Regions from separate parts of the Hordeum vulgare genome. Here region 2 is linked to region 1. A link is a contact called in public Hi-C data. All regions are on one chromosome and are shown on one strand. Each heading gives the region's core, a stretch centred on a gene start, on an enhancer-like site or on the middle of the called end of the contact. The rest is flanking DNA. Distances are from core to core; before and after follow the strand shown.

Region 1 (7,752 bases), core at 3,568-6,067:
CTTTTCAAAATTGTTTGGTAAAAACTGGCTGCAGCTTGCAGGTTATTTTGGTGGTAGTAAACGACCTCGGATCAAAACTAGGTAAGAAGTAAATTAACCGTTTCGACAAGGCAAATAACTTTCATGTTGAACATTTTTCACTTAGAGGCCATCTTCAGGGCCAAATCGATTGCGCAAAACGGACTGTTACGCGCGTTATCCATGAGACACCATGCGTGATGGGGCGGGCCAGTCTTGCCTCATGACATGACCGTATTCAAATGGCTCTAACTTTTACATGCGATTTCGGATTGAGGCGACTTTTATATTAAAATCGACCGTTTCGATGAGACGCACAACTTTCATGTTGAAATATTTTCCATCACAGATAACCTCAATCAAGTTTCATGACATTCTTTAATCTGGTGTCTATATGAACATCTCAGAATTTGTCATAACTTTTACATCCGAGCTCCGTCTTAGACTAGCTTCATATCCATCTTGATCTTGTCGAAGAAAGCTATCTCATGATGACTTTCAATCATAAGTTTGAATTAATTTTCACATAGTTTTAAACAACTTTTACGATTGTGTCGCTTTTAAGCGTCAACAGGAAGCTACAAGGCTGGTACTGGGTATGGTTGCTTGGGGTTTGGACTGCTTGGGGTTTGGGTCTTGCTGGTTAGGACTAGGCTTCCACATTAAGGCTGTGAGCAGGGCACAAAACGGTACTTTCTTCGTTTGGGTTTATAAGTCACCTTACGTTGTGCACCGCGATCAAGACGAAAAAAAATATATTTATTTACTAATTAATATTATTACATGCAATGAACTAATCATTGCATGATGTATTAGGTAATCCTAAGTTATTAAAAACATACCTGTCTCACGTCTTTTATTGATTGATTGTTTTATTCATGACTAAAAGTTCATGACTAAAAGAATAAGAAATAAGATGAAAATTAATGAACCATGCCTAAGTTAACAGAGGGAGTAGCCCATTTGGCATATAACGCATGACGTTAGTCCAGTTGCTGTCACACGTGACATGTGCGTCATTTTAAATCATTAATTTAAGTAATTAAATATACATTATATGAAGAAAAAAAATCTTAAGCAAATATAGTTTTTTTTTAAATGTTAAGAGGATGTAGTTTTTAAATATACTAGCAAAAAAATCCGTGCGTTGCAACGAAAGAGAAAATAACACACGCTTTGAACGCAATATATTCTCATATGACATCACATTTGTGTTGCCGACGATGGCCATCATCAGAAGTTCAGAACCAAGAGGAGCGATGTGTGAATCCCTTGCATACATCAGAGAACTCGCTCAGATATAATTATAAAAGAAGAATGTAAGCTTAGTACTCTGACATTAGCTTTATCCAGTATTAAACCCGTAAGCATCAGTGACAATGGGTCCACATTTCTTACGAAGTAAATTCCCGCGGGGTCGCGGGGTTATACAAATGCCATCAATAACAGTCGAGCATCGATGAGCTACAAGTAGATAGGCGATAAGAGTGTAACCCATAGTGAACATTTCCAGCCACCCCTCTGAAATCTGAATGCAAACGGGAAGCATTCATAAAGTCAACTCACAAGCTCCATCAAGCTGGCACCACATAGAGCACCAACTTTGCCGCTGTATATCGCTGGTATGTTACAGGCAAAGTGACCAACTAATCGATTGGATCCAATTTCAATGCCGTTGCACCATTTCAACTGACAAATCTGCAAGACTATCAATGGCAGGGACTGCCAGGGGAGATCCCATGAGCTGGAGTCGCGATCTCTGGAGCTAGATGGCCACCTAGCAGTGGATGTGTGAGAAGAGAAGCGGCGGGGGGAGCAACCCAAAGCACGCACCGATGAAGGCTATGAGGTCGGGCCTCTCCGCTTCGATGAGCCGGCGCAGGAACCGGGTCGTGTTGAGGTCGGAGCAGCGCGCGCCGCCGACCTCCGGCGCCACGTCCCGGCAGCGCGTGGCGGCGCCGTTGCCGAAGTGCATGTCCGCCACCTACGAGCAAGGGTCAGCGGGCGAGGCGCGGGCATGCAGGGGAAATCAGGCGAGCGAGCGAGCGAGCGAAGGTGCCGACCTGGAGGATCTTGAAGGCGCCGTCATGGCGGAAGCGGAGGGGCAGGGAAGGGGATCGCTTGACGCGGGGCACGGCGGCGCCGGGGTCCAGCAGGGCGGAGAAGCGGAGGAGGACGAAGGCGAGGAGGCAGGGACGAGGAGCGAGAGGAGGCGGGTTGATTACCTGAAACATCAGGGAGTTTTCTGAAAAATGCAAAAACGGCTCGGCTGTGACTACAAGATGGACCGCGGGCTGATTATCTAAAACTGTGAGGACTTTTGTGCAAAATGACAGAAAACGGTTCAGTCTGACTTAAAATTGGATTGTGGGTTAATTACCTGAAACTGCAAGGGTTTTTCTGCAAAATGACCGACGACGGAAGCGCTACGCGCTTTATTATTAGGGGAGATATTTTTCATCAGGGCAGATATTTTTCATCACATAAGCATGTCTTGTAAATTCAGCCGGAGTGAGTACCAACGGATAGTTACCGGCAACTGTGCTAATAAATGCATCTGACTGTACTCCGTTTCACTGTGCAGCTGAAATGCGTACTCTCAAAATAGACCAAAATGTACACTAGTTCATGAGCATCTTGGCGATTCTGTTCGGACGAGTTTACAGGATCATCTGGACCCTAACCCGAAACGAATATCCGTAACCAAACCAGATAACAACGTAAGAACCGAAATGAAACGACCAGCTAGAAAGAAGAAAATCAATAGTGTCATCCCCCGTCAATGGCGTCGATCGAGACCTACTCGTCTCCAGGACGACCACCGAGATGCGTCTGCTTCAGCTTCGTCAGCTCCTTCCTCCTCTTTCTCGCCTCCGCCGCCATCACCGCCCTCTCTCTGTCGCCCGCCACAGCACGGCTGCTGCCGTTGTCGGCGCTCGTCGCACACTTCCTGTCGACGTCAAGCCCCAGCGTGAGCGAGCATGAGTCGTCGTCGATGTCCTCCTCGGCCGTTCCGCCGCCGGTACCCTGGCTGCCGCCCCCACTCGTCGTCTCATGGAGCGGCTGCGCGTAAGATGTCGCCGGCGAACCATGTGGGTCGGTGACGACGGGGTAGTACCACGCGAAGGGCGGAAGGCAGAGCGGCGGAGCGTGTGCAGTGCTGGCGGCGCCGCCCGGGTTGTTGGCGTTCGGGTTGTACGGCCAAGAGCCCCACACATACGGCACGCGCACGGCCGAGGGCCCAGCTGTTGTGTAAAGGAATCCCGGCGCACGGGGTGCGTCCAGCGGGGCCGCCGTGGACACCGTGGCTTCTGCCCGCTGCTCCGCTGGTGGCGTCGTGTCCATAGACGTTACCACCGGCGGTGGCGCCTTCTCCGCCGTCTTCGCAGTAACCTGCAGATGGAGAAACGCATTCACGGTAGTCAGGATCACAGCAAGCTTCGCTCCAGGTGTTTGGTTCTCTTTGCACGCAGAGGGACGATTCAAAAACGCCATTGGTAAAGCTCCGAAGACCTGGACAAGCCGGCAAAAAGCTCGTATGAACAAGCAGGACAACCTACCAGTAGCTACTCATACGTCTCTTGTGGGCATGAGCAGTAGAAGAGCTGAAGCGTGTGCGGCAACTTTCGGCCACAAATTAAAGAACAAAGATATCTTGGCAGAAAGCCAAATATAGAAACACGCATGTCGTTTTATCCATACATATGGCATCAAGAACTACGTACAGTTGGGTACTTCAGTTCCAATTCGACTATGACTTGTGTTTCCGATGACTGCTCGATGGCCTAGCGACTAAAAGTCCGGAGTACTACTGTTACTAGTTACTGGTAAAGTGCAGTCATGTGGCTCGCTTTCAGGGGAACAACTGGAGGCTCCGAAGATGCTAGATTCTGTCTGCCCTCACACTAGTAGTAAGTATACTTATAAAAAACAATAAAGATCGCTAGAATAATGGAAGCGGCAGATGATGTCGTGCCTGTTCTTTCAGCTGCTTGTTCGTCTCCTGGAGTGTGAGATACTCTTGCATCACTGCCTCCTTCTCCTGCGCAACAAAAAAAAAAGGAGAATTAACATGGGTTGATTGCCATTCTTGCTGCTACATGAATCTATCGGTATACCTTCTTCATGCTCTCGTTTTGTGACGACAAGTCCGCAACTTTCCTCGCCAGCTCGTCTCGGATCGCCTGAATTAAGACAAACACTGGTAGATGAATTGTCATAGATGCTAGAATGAAAAACTGATATGAAAGACAAGAGGTTATAACCTGACGGCGGAGTATGGTTTGGCGCGCAGACTCCCGGTTCGCGAGCACGCGCCGCAGCCGCTTTGCCTCCTTCTCAGCCTGTTGGATTCGCACAAGAAACTAGGGGTCAAGTAAGAGCCAGCACCGGTTTGCGTCCATGCGACATACCCTACGTGCCCCGGTGAGTTACCTCGGTGAGCGTGTGCCGGGGCCTTGGGCCGTAGCCCCCTCCGCCTGGAGCCGCCACGGCGACCCGCGTCTGCTGCGAGGGACACCCGGCGCTGGAGCTACTGGAGCACGACGACGCCTGGATGCCGACCTTGCCCAGCTCCAGGGTCAGCCTTGTGCTCGCCAGCTCCTCCTCCTCCTCACGGCTGGCGCCATGCTGCGTGTGCGTGCCCTGCACGGCGGGAAGAGTTGCTGCCATGTTGGCCAGTGCCATGGCCGCGTCGAGCTCGACGTCGCCCGAGACGCCTCGGCGGCATTGCCGCTGGCCGCTACGATCAGACATGGGAGCAACCGGGACAATCTTGGCATCTGCAGCGGACAGGGGGTGGGAGTGGATGCCAAGGCGAAGGGAAGGGCGGCGGCCGGTGCCCTGCTCAAGTACACCTTGCCCTGGCCCGTGCCCGGCCGCCACGTCTCCACGCCACACAACGTCACATAGGTAGCGCCGACACGTGGCGCACATGCGTCAGCCGTACGCTCACTTCCTCCCGGTGGGCCATTAGCGTCAGTGGGATGTGGTAGTATGGCCGCATCAGACTTACACGTGGACCGCTGCACAACCAGGAGGAGGAGCGCATGCTCGGTGCTATCGGTGGGCGTGGGACCCAAAAAGGTCAAAATGGAGCCGCGCTGTCAGTGAGAGGAGCAAACAATGCCGCGTGTGAACGGGACAGGACAGGCTGCGAGCGGGAGGGAACGGCCTGGAAGACTACGCTTGGCTCGGTCGGTTCCGTATTATACTCCCTCAAACCTTTAAATCTAAAATCTGTTTTAAATGTTGAGAATTGGTTATTTTTAACATTTTTAAAGATTAAAAAACAGAGACAAAGAATAGAACCCTCAAACCCAACCCTTAAAACTGTCATTTGACATATCACAATTTTCACTAAAAAAACACAATCAATCTTCAAACAAACACGGAAATGAAGATCATTGATGCATGATTTGATCGGTACCGGTGCTTGCATCCAACCCCACATGTGCCTAAGCACGAACCAAGCACAAAAAGTTTTGTCTTGCTGCCTCTATAATGAAAAAGCATACACAAACAACGACCAAACACATTACAGATTCATAGGCTATTAATTTGTGTAGAATTCATCCTGAAACTATCTATTCATTGTTTTCCCGTATTTATTTGTACCATTCAACTAAGTTTCAAATGTGATCTAATTCTCCAAAAGACTAGAGAAGTGGGCATATTTAAAAAAAATGCTAAATTCACGATTCCCTCTCCCCCTATTGGAAATTAGATGTTACCACCTCAAGCTCATAATTTGATATAATTTAGTCTTTGGCTGTAGTATAAATCAAGATAATTCTCCCAAGAGATTAAGGACAAGTGGGCATACATTCAGACTTCACCTCTCAATGAGAAGATCCGAGGGATTTCAGGTTACAACATATGCACATGAGGCCAGGATTTAGATACTTGAGGAGCTGCAGCAAATTTTTTGAAGTGGACAGCAAACATATGAAAGCGGATAAAAGATCACAAACACCCACTGACGAAATTTCATCAGGAGAAGGACGAGGACGAGGTAGCGGTTGGAGGGTGAGCCGATGACCATGATGACCTCGTTGAACTCGTTGCGGTTGGAGGCGAGGAGCACGAACTCCTCCTCCCTATTCCCCAGACTGCTGCTCGGGCTCGGCGGTTGTGGCCGCGGCATCGTTGGGGGCGCAGCGGAGCCCAGCGGCGCGGCGTGGGAGGAGCGCGAGGCGGACGGTGGGGCGTGGCTGCCGGAGCTTGGCCTGGCCGGCGCCCACCTCCATTGTCGCGGCCACCACCGACGGCACCTCCGGCGCGAGCAAAGGGAGCGAGGACGGGGCCGGTGCAGGCGTCGTCGAGGCCGAGGCTAGGGGCGGGGCGACGGGCGGAGGGAGGGAGGACGCGGGCAGGGCGGCAGGGGCGACGGAGGAGTCCGGCGGCGCCTCCATGGCTCGCCGCGGGGGCGACGGGAGGGAGCGCGCGAAGGGAAATTTCCCTCCCGCGCAACGACCGGTGGAGTGCGGGTTGAAGGTGGGTTTCCCTCTCCAATCCTCATTTTTACAGATTGGAAGGGCAACCTCAGATCCAATCCGTAATTTTTTTAAGGGTTTAGGGGTTCAGGGGTTCTACTATTTATCATTCTTTTGTTTTAATCCATAAAAAACGGTTATTTCTGTTTATTTAAGGGTTTAAGGGCTCTACTAGACATGCTCTTATTCCCGGTTTACAAGGTTTAAATCTGAAATCCCATATTATGAATGGATATGGATCATGGATGATTAGTTTTAGCTAGCTAATAAAATGTTTTTTATATATTCGATTTACGAAATAATAAATATAGCATCCTTTCTTTTATTGAATTTGCATGGTGCATGAGTTTTTTTTATATAAATAATCATTAATTTCCTTTTTCTTACTATATGAATTAAGTAATATATTAAAAATCATAAAATTTTGAGACGAGTCCTATAAACCGAAAAGGAAGGAGCATCACCGATCGGAGAAATTATGGTCGTGTTTAATAGGCTGTATTAGGTCTAATCAGGTTAGTGCAGTTGGAATTTAGTCCATTTGATTGCATGACTTGCATGTGTTTTATGTCCTCCACGAATCTTAAAGAAGGCATGGATTTGGTTGTGAAGAAATACTGAATTGGTCTTTTTTGCGAGTTAGACTCAGTCGAGCCACCTCTAATGTTAGTGACGGACCTCCTTCACAAAAGGATACATGAGGGATGCGAGCTAATATACATCTTGTATGTGCTATTTTCTCCTACCTTCCATTAACCTCCTCTTTAATCTCATTCTTCCTTATCTCTTTCGATCTACACAACGAAGATTCGATTTGAGATCAACTTTACATAAAAAATGTGCATTTATTTATGGTTTTATTCAAGCAACCGGTTTGTAGTTTCATGATCGTAAATGCTTAATTTCGTGATTATTTTTGAAGCTATTCTGGACAAATTTTGTTAAATTTTTCACACGGGTTCGACCTCGATCTACGACGCCATTGCGCCTCCACCACACCACTAACACCGCCGTCATGACGGCCCCTCCTCCTTGGTTACCGCCACATGGTGGCTGGCCATCACGGGCCGCTCCCTGCCTCCTCAGCTGTATCGACCTCCTCTTCCTCTTAGTCGACCTCGCTCTCTCCCTCTCACTTCAGTAGTAGGCGATGGATCCCCTTCTCGTGAGGCAGGCACCAGTCTGATCCCACGGGATGGGATTCTACCACAAGCTCACGATCGGGGCGTCCTAAGCGTTG
Region 2 (7,752 bases), core at 2,077-4,576, 230 kb before region 1:
CATATGGTGGACGTTGGCTGGATGTGGAAGTTGGATGAAGAGGTGGCGCTGTGGGCATCAAGGATGAAGCCGGTTGCACCAAAGATGTGGAAGAGGATGATGGAGGCACAAAGAACGCCGGAGTTACAAGGTCTGTTGAGCGGCCAGCATGAACATTAGTGTGGAGGGGCAGTGGTGGGGCTGATGAAGCACTCATCTGATGTGTTGGAGCAGCAGATGACATGATCATTGGTATGTGGGAGGATGCAAAAGACTCAGCAGGTGGGTGAGCTCTTCCAGTCATTGGTGCCGTTGGTACATTCCCAGCGTTAGCAACACCCTGTAAGTTTTGTCCAGATAGAATTCAACGGGCGCATTTGACACTATGAATAACAGTACAGTGAAAGTACCATATTTAGATAGCACTGGTATACATTTATAACTCAAGAAACACAATGGACAATGAATTCATAAACCAGATAAATGAAGATACACTAATGAGCTTAAGCAAGGAAATTTAGGAGTTGTTTCCTTCCTCTCTTTACTAGCCTTTGCAGTGGTGATGAACCAACCTCGCATCATTTTCTCAAACAAAATAATAAATGAGGACTGAGTTGTGCTAGGACCGAGTTAACCCCCCAACCATGACCAAACTATTGCAAATATGTATCATCTCACGAACAAATTAGAATGAAACAATGATAAAGTTCAGAGAGAACTTACACTGAAATAACTGGCAAACGATTCATCAGGGGTATCAGAAACTACAGCTGTAGCTGATGGAGGAGGTTCAAGGGGACCATCTATGGCAGAGGATGTAAGAACAGCCTCTAATTCCTCAAACTCACTGTCACGCACCAAAATGATTCAGCAGAAGTACATTCAATACAGAACTCAAAACAAAGCTCCAATTACAATAAAATTGGACAAATGAACTCAAGAGATGAAACAAGTTTAACATTCACAAGTACAGAAGAGAACCTTTTTATAGATGACACTTTCGGCTTTGGGGGCACTTTGGCGTAAGCATTCAGTATCCTGCCCGAAAAGGATTGAAACAAAATTTCTTACTGCAAAATGAATAGCAGCAAACAACAGCTATATTGTGTACTAATTCCTGCCGATAGGATAGAATCATTTATTGCAGCTACTGATTTAGATATTGGTGAATGTGTACTTAAGACAACAAATAGTTCAAAGACCACATACTAAGGACTAATTAAGCAGTTCAATGCCTAAATGCAAATAGCATTGTTTATAAAGCATCCCGCTTCAGACGCTTATGCATCGCTTAAGCTTAAGCGACAAGGCGCCCTGGCAGCGCCTTAGATATTTGCCCGCTTTAGGCACTTAGGCGTCACTTAAGCATTAGAGCGGGTGGTGCTCGCTTTAGGTCGCTTTACCGCTTTATAAACAATGGCAAATAGAATATTCGACAGTTCTCAGTATTCGACAGTTCAACTAGAGTAAACAAAACTTCCAAAGTCAAATTCTTCCTCCAGTTTCCTAAAGATGTCATATTTTAATGTTTGCATGATCCTAAAAACTTAAACTTTCACCACTTGTTATTACAATATATATTTGGTGTTCGCCAAACTATATACATTGTGTGCGAGTACGTAAACTGAACAGCACTAAATACTAAATATTTTAGTACCGAAGATAACAAAAGTGGGGTGATTGGGTACACTGACTACACACTTGTAAAAAGAAAAATAAGGCACTGACCCAGGAGGGCGGGGGCGGGGGCGGGGGGGGGGGGGGTACACAAACTTTACCTTCCAAACAAACTAGCAACAGCTTCACACTCCTGTTGGTTATAAAACCAAATGCCATTTACTTCCTGTGTGGCATTCCGATACAACAAATATGGAGGCTGGAGTTCGTATTCAAAATCACTCAACAAATCCTCCACGAGATTATCTGTCAAATATAGAACGCGATATTTTCATGGGCCAATCACTTTACTTTATATACCATAGAAAAAATAGCATCTAGGCAAACTGAGGAGTTGTCAGTCTATGGCTACACTCTAAATACCTTGTAAAAATACAAATCACGAAAACACACCTATCTTACTACAGTGAGAAACAGAACGCCAAACCCCAAAAATTTTGTCTACTCAGACATGAATGACAAACCTTGTTCACAGTGTGTTCACATGGGCATCTGTTTTGTGTTTATGTGACAGTTCACATCTTTTCTCCACACTAAATCTATCTAAAACATAATAAGAATTTAGATCGATACTATCTTGATGTGTATCAGATTTCTCCAGTTGATCCATTGACCAAGAATTAGTGCTACAGGCCCCATCAGATTTGTATATGCAGCCATAGAGCTACTGCAAGATCCTAAACTTTCTAAGATCATCTCTTCTTTCTTTTTTAGCAAACTCTAAGATCATCTCTGATCCCTTGTAACAATATCACTGGAGAGTTAACTATCAGCCTGAATAAAAACAGCGTCATAAAAATCTAATTACTTGTTTTTTAATGTGGCTCAGCATCGCCGATAAATGCAATTTTTCAGTGCCGACCAAATCTGTTTGAATCAAGCAACATACTATAACCAATTCATTTTAATCTAACTAATGCACTACTTCATCAATAATGATCCAATCTACTTAACACAAGTCAATCTTAGGATTTAGGACGCACTGACACAAAAGAATGTTCCATCGTGATCTCTATCCTATTTGAAGGACCCAGCGTACTACAGATCCTTCTGCTCGTGCAATATATAAACTAGTACGTCGGTAATCAAATACAGTACGTACGAGAGACCAGCCAACCAACTTAGATCAAAGATGCACGTACCGGTATTGCGCCTGTTCATGACGATGAACTGGAACCTCGGCTGTGAGTTCCTACACGCAATCCAACGCAATCCTAATACAATTAGCTGCTGCACGCGCACAAAACCCACATATAAACCCTAAACACGTTTTCCCCAATCTGTCTCACCTCTTCACCACGAAGAGCGATCCCTCCACGTCCTTCCGGCTCTGCACGAAACAGAAATAAAATCAGATCGGAACGGATCGTGGTCGAGTGCAGCAAAGGCATCGGACGAGAGAGGAGCCCTCACCCACTGGTTGAGGTCGATGTTGAAGTCGTAGAGCGTGACGTGTGCGGCGGTGATGAGGATGTCTTCGACGGCGGGGTCAAGGCGCTGCAGGACGGTGAGGTTAAGCAGGCGCGTGCCCTCGGCGTCCATGGCCAGGTTCGGCGTTACTTTTCCCCCGTTCGGGTGCGGCTGCGGCGGCGGTGGCGGCGGCATCGCGAGGTCGCCTCCGGGTTGCTGGGGGTCGGGGTGGGGACGGGGGATCTGAGAGCTATCGAGTATCGAGTGGGATGTTTGCTGTTTGTGGAACCGTCACACCATAATAAGACGACGCGGATCGCCAAATCGCTCTCAAATATTATACGGTATCGCATAGTCCGGACCCTATTTGTTGTAAAAAAAAATAGTCCGGGCCTTTTTTGTTTTTTAAAGAATTTTGATTAACAAAAAAAATATATATCCATTTTATATCTACTATCAAAAGACTCGTGCGTTGCAACGGGTATATATAAAATAACCCAAATACTAAATAGTGTAGCTGTACTATTTTGTTGAAACGAGTGCACCTTCACGCGGAAGTGTGTAGCAAGTTATTCCACTTTATTCTGGTTTTTTTTCAAAATACTATAACTTTTGACCCAAGCTTTAAAACGATGATTCGTTTTCACGGTTGTGTTTCTTACGATGAACTCGTCAAAACTAGATCTCATATGAATAGGTTTCGACAAAAAAAATTGAACAACTGTGGAGTGATATTTAGGCAACTTTAGTGCTAAAGAAAAGTAACTTTTATTAGTGTGCGTAGTATGATTGCCTATCAACGAAAATTCCTTCGAAATTATCTATCATGACTATAAGGTTAAATAACTTCACCCTTTAGCCACCATATGGCAAATGTGGTCAGTTATTTCCAAACTTAAATGGTTAAATTATGTGTCGGATGTGCATGCTCAGCTCCACATGCGTTGGATATCCATTAGTTCATGTATGAAAAAATCTAAAAGGCTATAACTATCAAACCGTGTGTCGAAATTATGATATGTTTTCACCGTTGGGTTTCTCGTGACGAACTCTTCAAAACGAGATCCCATATGAATATGTTTTGAAGAATTTTTTTCAAAAACAACTCCAATGGTATATGAGTCAAATTAGTGCTAAACAGAAGCAACTTTGATGATAGATAAATTGCATCATGTGTGTACACATGGATTGCTTGTTGAATGCACTCGAGTTACACAAAAAACACTAAAAGTTGCTAACTTTTTGTGATACTCGAGTGCAATTATGGTAACTATTCACAAATAGCAGGCAACTGAGCATTAATGGCAGGCAACTAAACATCAAATGTAGGCAACTGACCATCAGTAATAGGCAACCGAGCATTAAAATTGAGCAATTTTATAGTATTTTATAGGCAACTGAGCATCAAAATTGAGCAATTTCATAATATTTGTAGGCAACTGAGCATCAATCATAGGCAAGTGATCATCATTATTTAATTATGTAAAGCTTTTAGAGGTGAATCTAGTCAACTGTTAGTCGTGGTAACCAACTTAGAAGAATTCTTCATTGATAGATAGCCATACTAAGGGGAAAGGAGTTGCTTGCCTATAGGACTAAAGTTGCCTCATCTAGCACATAAAGTTGCTAAAAAAAAGTTTGTCAAAACCTATCCATATGGGATCTAGTTTTGAAGAGCTCGTCGTAAGAAACACAGCCGTGAAAACGAATCGTCATTCTGACGCTTGGTTCAAAAGTTATGACTTTTTGAATTTTTTGAAACGCTAATAAATACACGTGGTTGGTTGTCCTTAGGTGCGTCCACTACCGCGAGCGGGCGCTCATGCACTCGATAACCACGTCCATCAAATAAATTTAAGATTTTTTGTGGTAACTAAGTTTAACGACCGGCAGAATCGAGTTATAGGTTCTAATCCATCTGTTTTTACACTACTTTGATCAATACAATGAAGTAGCGAGTAATTGCATGTGATATAAAAAAGTAGCCATTAATTGCATGTGACGGTAAGTTGTCATGGACTTTCTTTATTAAATTTTCATGATTCGTGTCAAATTCCTGAGCATGAGGCTTGTCTACTTGTACATAGTTGCAAAAAAGCTCGACGAAGCGGCAACATCCGTAAGTGAAAATTGAATTTTAGCAGTAATCTGGCTGCCATATTGTCTTTAGCCGGGAGATTATGGATATGTCATCTGACGTGCACTTGGCCCGGACGATTTCACCGGGTTGTTCTTCAAAATATGTTGGGTACACTGTTAAAGTTGACCTGCTTTGAGTGTTTCGGACACTGCATGCCGGGAGGTTTGGTTCCTTCGATTGCCTCAATTCGTCTCTGATCACTCTTCTCCCAAAGAAGGCGGATATCGTTGATTTGTCGGACTTCACAATGATTAATCTCATCCATTTGCTGCCAAGATCTTCGTCAAAATCCTCTCAGGCAGGCTGGCACCCCTTCTCCCATTCTGATCTCTAAGGCTGAGTGCGCTTTTGTGTGTGCTAGAAATATCCACGAGATTTTCAAGCTCGTGAAGAATACGGCGAAATTGTTGCATGGAAGGAAAACCTCCGCGGTCTTGATGAAAATTGATATTTCAAAAGCCTTCGACAACCCATCTTCGGAGTTTTTGCTTGAGGTTCTCATGAGAAGGGGCTTTGGACGTCGGTGGTGCTCGTGGATATGTGGGCTCCTGGCTTCGGCCTCCTTTAAGGCGATGATCAATGGTCAGCAGTCTAAGGCCTTCGCCCTCTATAACAGCCCGAGACCGACGCTCTAGAAGATTCCCCTTTTATTCCATTGTCACTTTGTTAATTATTTGTTTGTCGCATTCATCATCGCATCATGCGCATCATTCGCATTGCATCGACACTCTGTTGCCACCAGTTTTCAAAACTCGGTTCCGTTGTTAGTTGCTGGTTCTCTCCGTTTTCGTCGTTGTTCGTTTTCAGTCCAACCACACATGCACGCGCATGCGGCATCGTTAAAATATTGTTTTTAAAAGTGTATTTAAAATATTCTCACATTGAGTTAAAACTTGGCATGAGGTCTTATTTTAATGTAGGTAGACCACCTGCCAAATTTTGGCGTAATCGGAGTCCGTTTGATACCTGAACGGTCGAACGCAGCGGCACCGTCATCGGTTATAGTCGAACATTTTTTGGTGTTTAAAATCTTGTGTCAGGCCGCAAATTTCTCTCTCTTCTTAGCCCACAAACCCCTCTACACATCCACTAAGCCCTATATCCTAGCCCCTAGCCATCGCCGGAGTCGTTCGATCGCGATCCTGCGGTCCGAATTTGGACGAAATCTGTAAACCCTAGCTCGTTTCTATATATAGACAACAACCAGCCCTGCCTCAGGGTCCGTGCCCCCCCCCCTCAAACCCTAATCGCGTAGCCTCTCCTCCCACCTCAGTCATCGGGCCCGTGAAACCCATCTCAGGCCCGCCGCGGGCCCGGATCTGTCGCTGCTCCCCGCAGCCAGGAGGAGAGCTCCTCATCGATATGGATCGGGAGGGTGCCTCGTATCCCGTGCCTCCCGCTCAACCCCGCCGTCCCTTCTCGTTGCCGGCGACTGCTGGAGGACCACTAGCCTCGTTGGGCCTAGGCACAACCCTCCTTCCTCCCTCTCCCTTCTTCTTCCTTCCTTCGTGCCCCCCTCACAGGATTTCTCCCTTTGCGCCCGTAGGTGCTCTGCCATGGATGCCCGCCGAGGTCGTCTCGCGTCTCGCCGCCGGAGTCCGCCGGGAACGGGCGGATCTGGGCAGCCCCGCCTTGTTGGAAATATGCCCTAGAGGAATAATAAATTAGTTATTATTATATTTCTTTGTTCGTGATAATCGTTTATTATCCATGTTATAATTGTATTGAATGAAAACATAGATACACGGATACATAGACAAAACAATGTCCCTAGCAAGCCTCTAGTTGGCTAGCCAGTTGATCAAGGACAGTCAAGGTTTTCTGACTATGTGCAAGTGTTGTCGCTTGATAACTGGATCACATCATTAGGAGAATCATGTGATGGACTAGACCCAAACTATAAACGTAGCATATTGACCGTGTCATTTTATTGATATTGTTTTCTGCGTGTCAAGTATTTATTCCTATGACCATGAGATCATATAACTCACTGGCACCGGAGGAATACCTTGTGTGTATCAAACGTCACAACGTAACTGGGTGACTATAAAGGTACTCTACAGGTATCTCCGAAGGTGTCCGTTGAGTTAGTATGGATCAAGACTGGGATTTGTCACTCCGTGTGACGGAGAGGTATCTCGGGGCCCACTCGGTAATACAACATCACACACAAGCCTTGCAAGCAATGTGACTAAGTGTAAGTCATGGGATCTTGTATTACGAAACGAGTAAAGAGACTTGCAGGTAACGATATTGAAATAGGTATGCAGATATCGACGACCAAATCTCGGGCAAGTAACATACCGAAGGACAAAGGGAATGACATACGGGATTATATGAATCCTTGACGCTGAGGTTCAACCGATAAGATATTTGGAGAATATATAGGATCCAGTATGGGCATCCAGGTCCCGCTATTGGATATTGACCGAGGAGTGCCTCGGGTCATGTCTACATAGTTCTCGAACTCGCAGGGTGTGCACACTTAAGGTTCGATGAGGTTTTAGTATAGTTGAGTTATATGTGTGGTTGCCGAATGTTGTTCA

What was found. Hi-C and Micro-C count contacts between places; a contact is called where the count stands out from the background.
Region 2: a contact with region 1 is called in a Hi-C map of seedling, with 3 times the contacts expected there. The contact joins the promoter of LOC123395679 here to the promoter of LOC123398695 in region 1. A contact is called at or near these places in 4 of 6 Hi-C or Micro-C datasets (leaf, seedling and an unstated tissue) and 1 of 1 datasets of contacts at active chromatin or transcription factors (embryo).

Annotation. Positions count from the first base shown.
Region 1 is chr5H:271,804,416-271,812,167 of MorexV3_pseudomolecules_assembly, reverse strand. It overlaps LOC123398695 (bZIP transcription factor 16-like), which reads right to left and starts at 4,817. Exons shown (of 4, transcript XM_045093144.1): 1 at 4,453-4,817; 2 at 4,284-4,361; 3 at 4,137-4,202; 4 at 3,871-4,060. The coding sequence starts at 4,773. The coding sequence ends at 3,962. It overlaps LOC123398694, which reads right to left and starts at 3,595. Exons shown (of 1, transcript XM_045093143.1): 1 at 2,609-3,595. The coding sequence starts at 3,513. The coding sequence ends at 2,818.
Region 2 is chr5H:272,037,220-272,044,971 of MorexV3_pseudomolecules_assembly, reverse strand. It overlaps LOC123395679 (mRNA-decapping enzyme-like protein), which reads right to left and starts at 3,326. Exons shown (of 8, transcript XM_045090710.1): 1 at 3,070-3,326; 2 at 2,946-2,986; 3 at 2,799-2,848; 4 at 1,758-1,902; 5 at 961-1,017; 6 at 703-826; 7 at 1-319. The coding sequence starts at 3,261.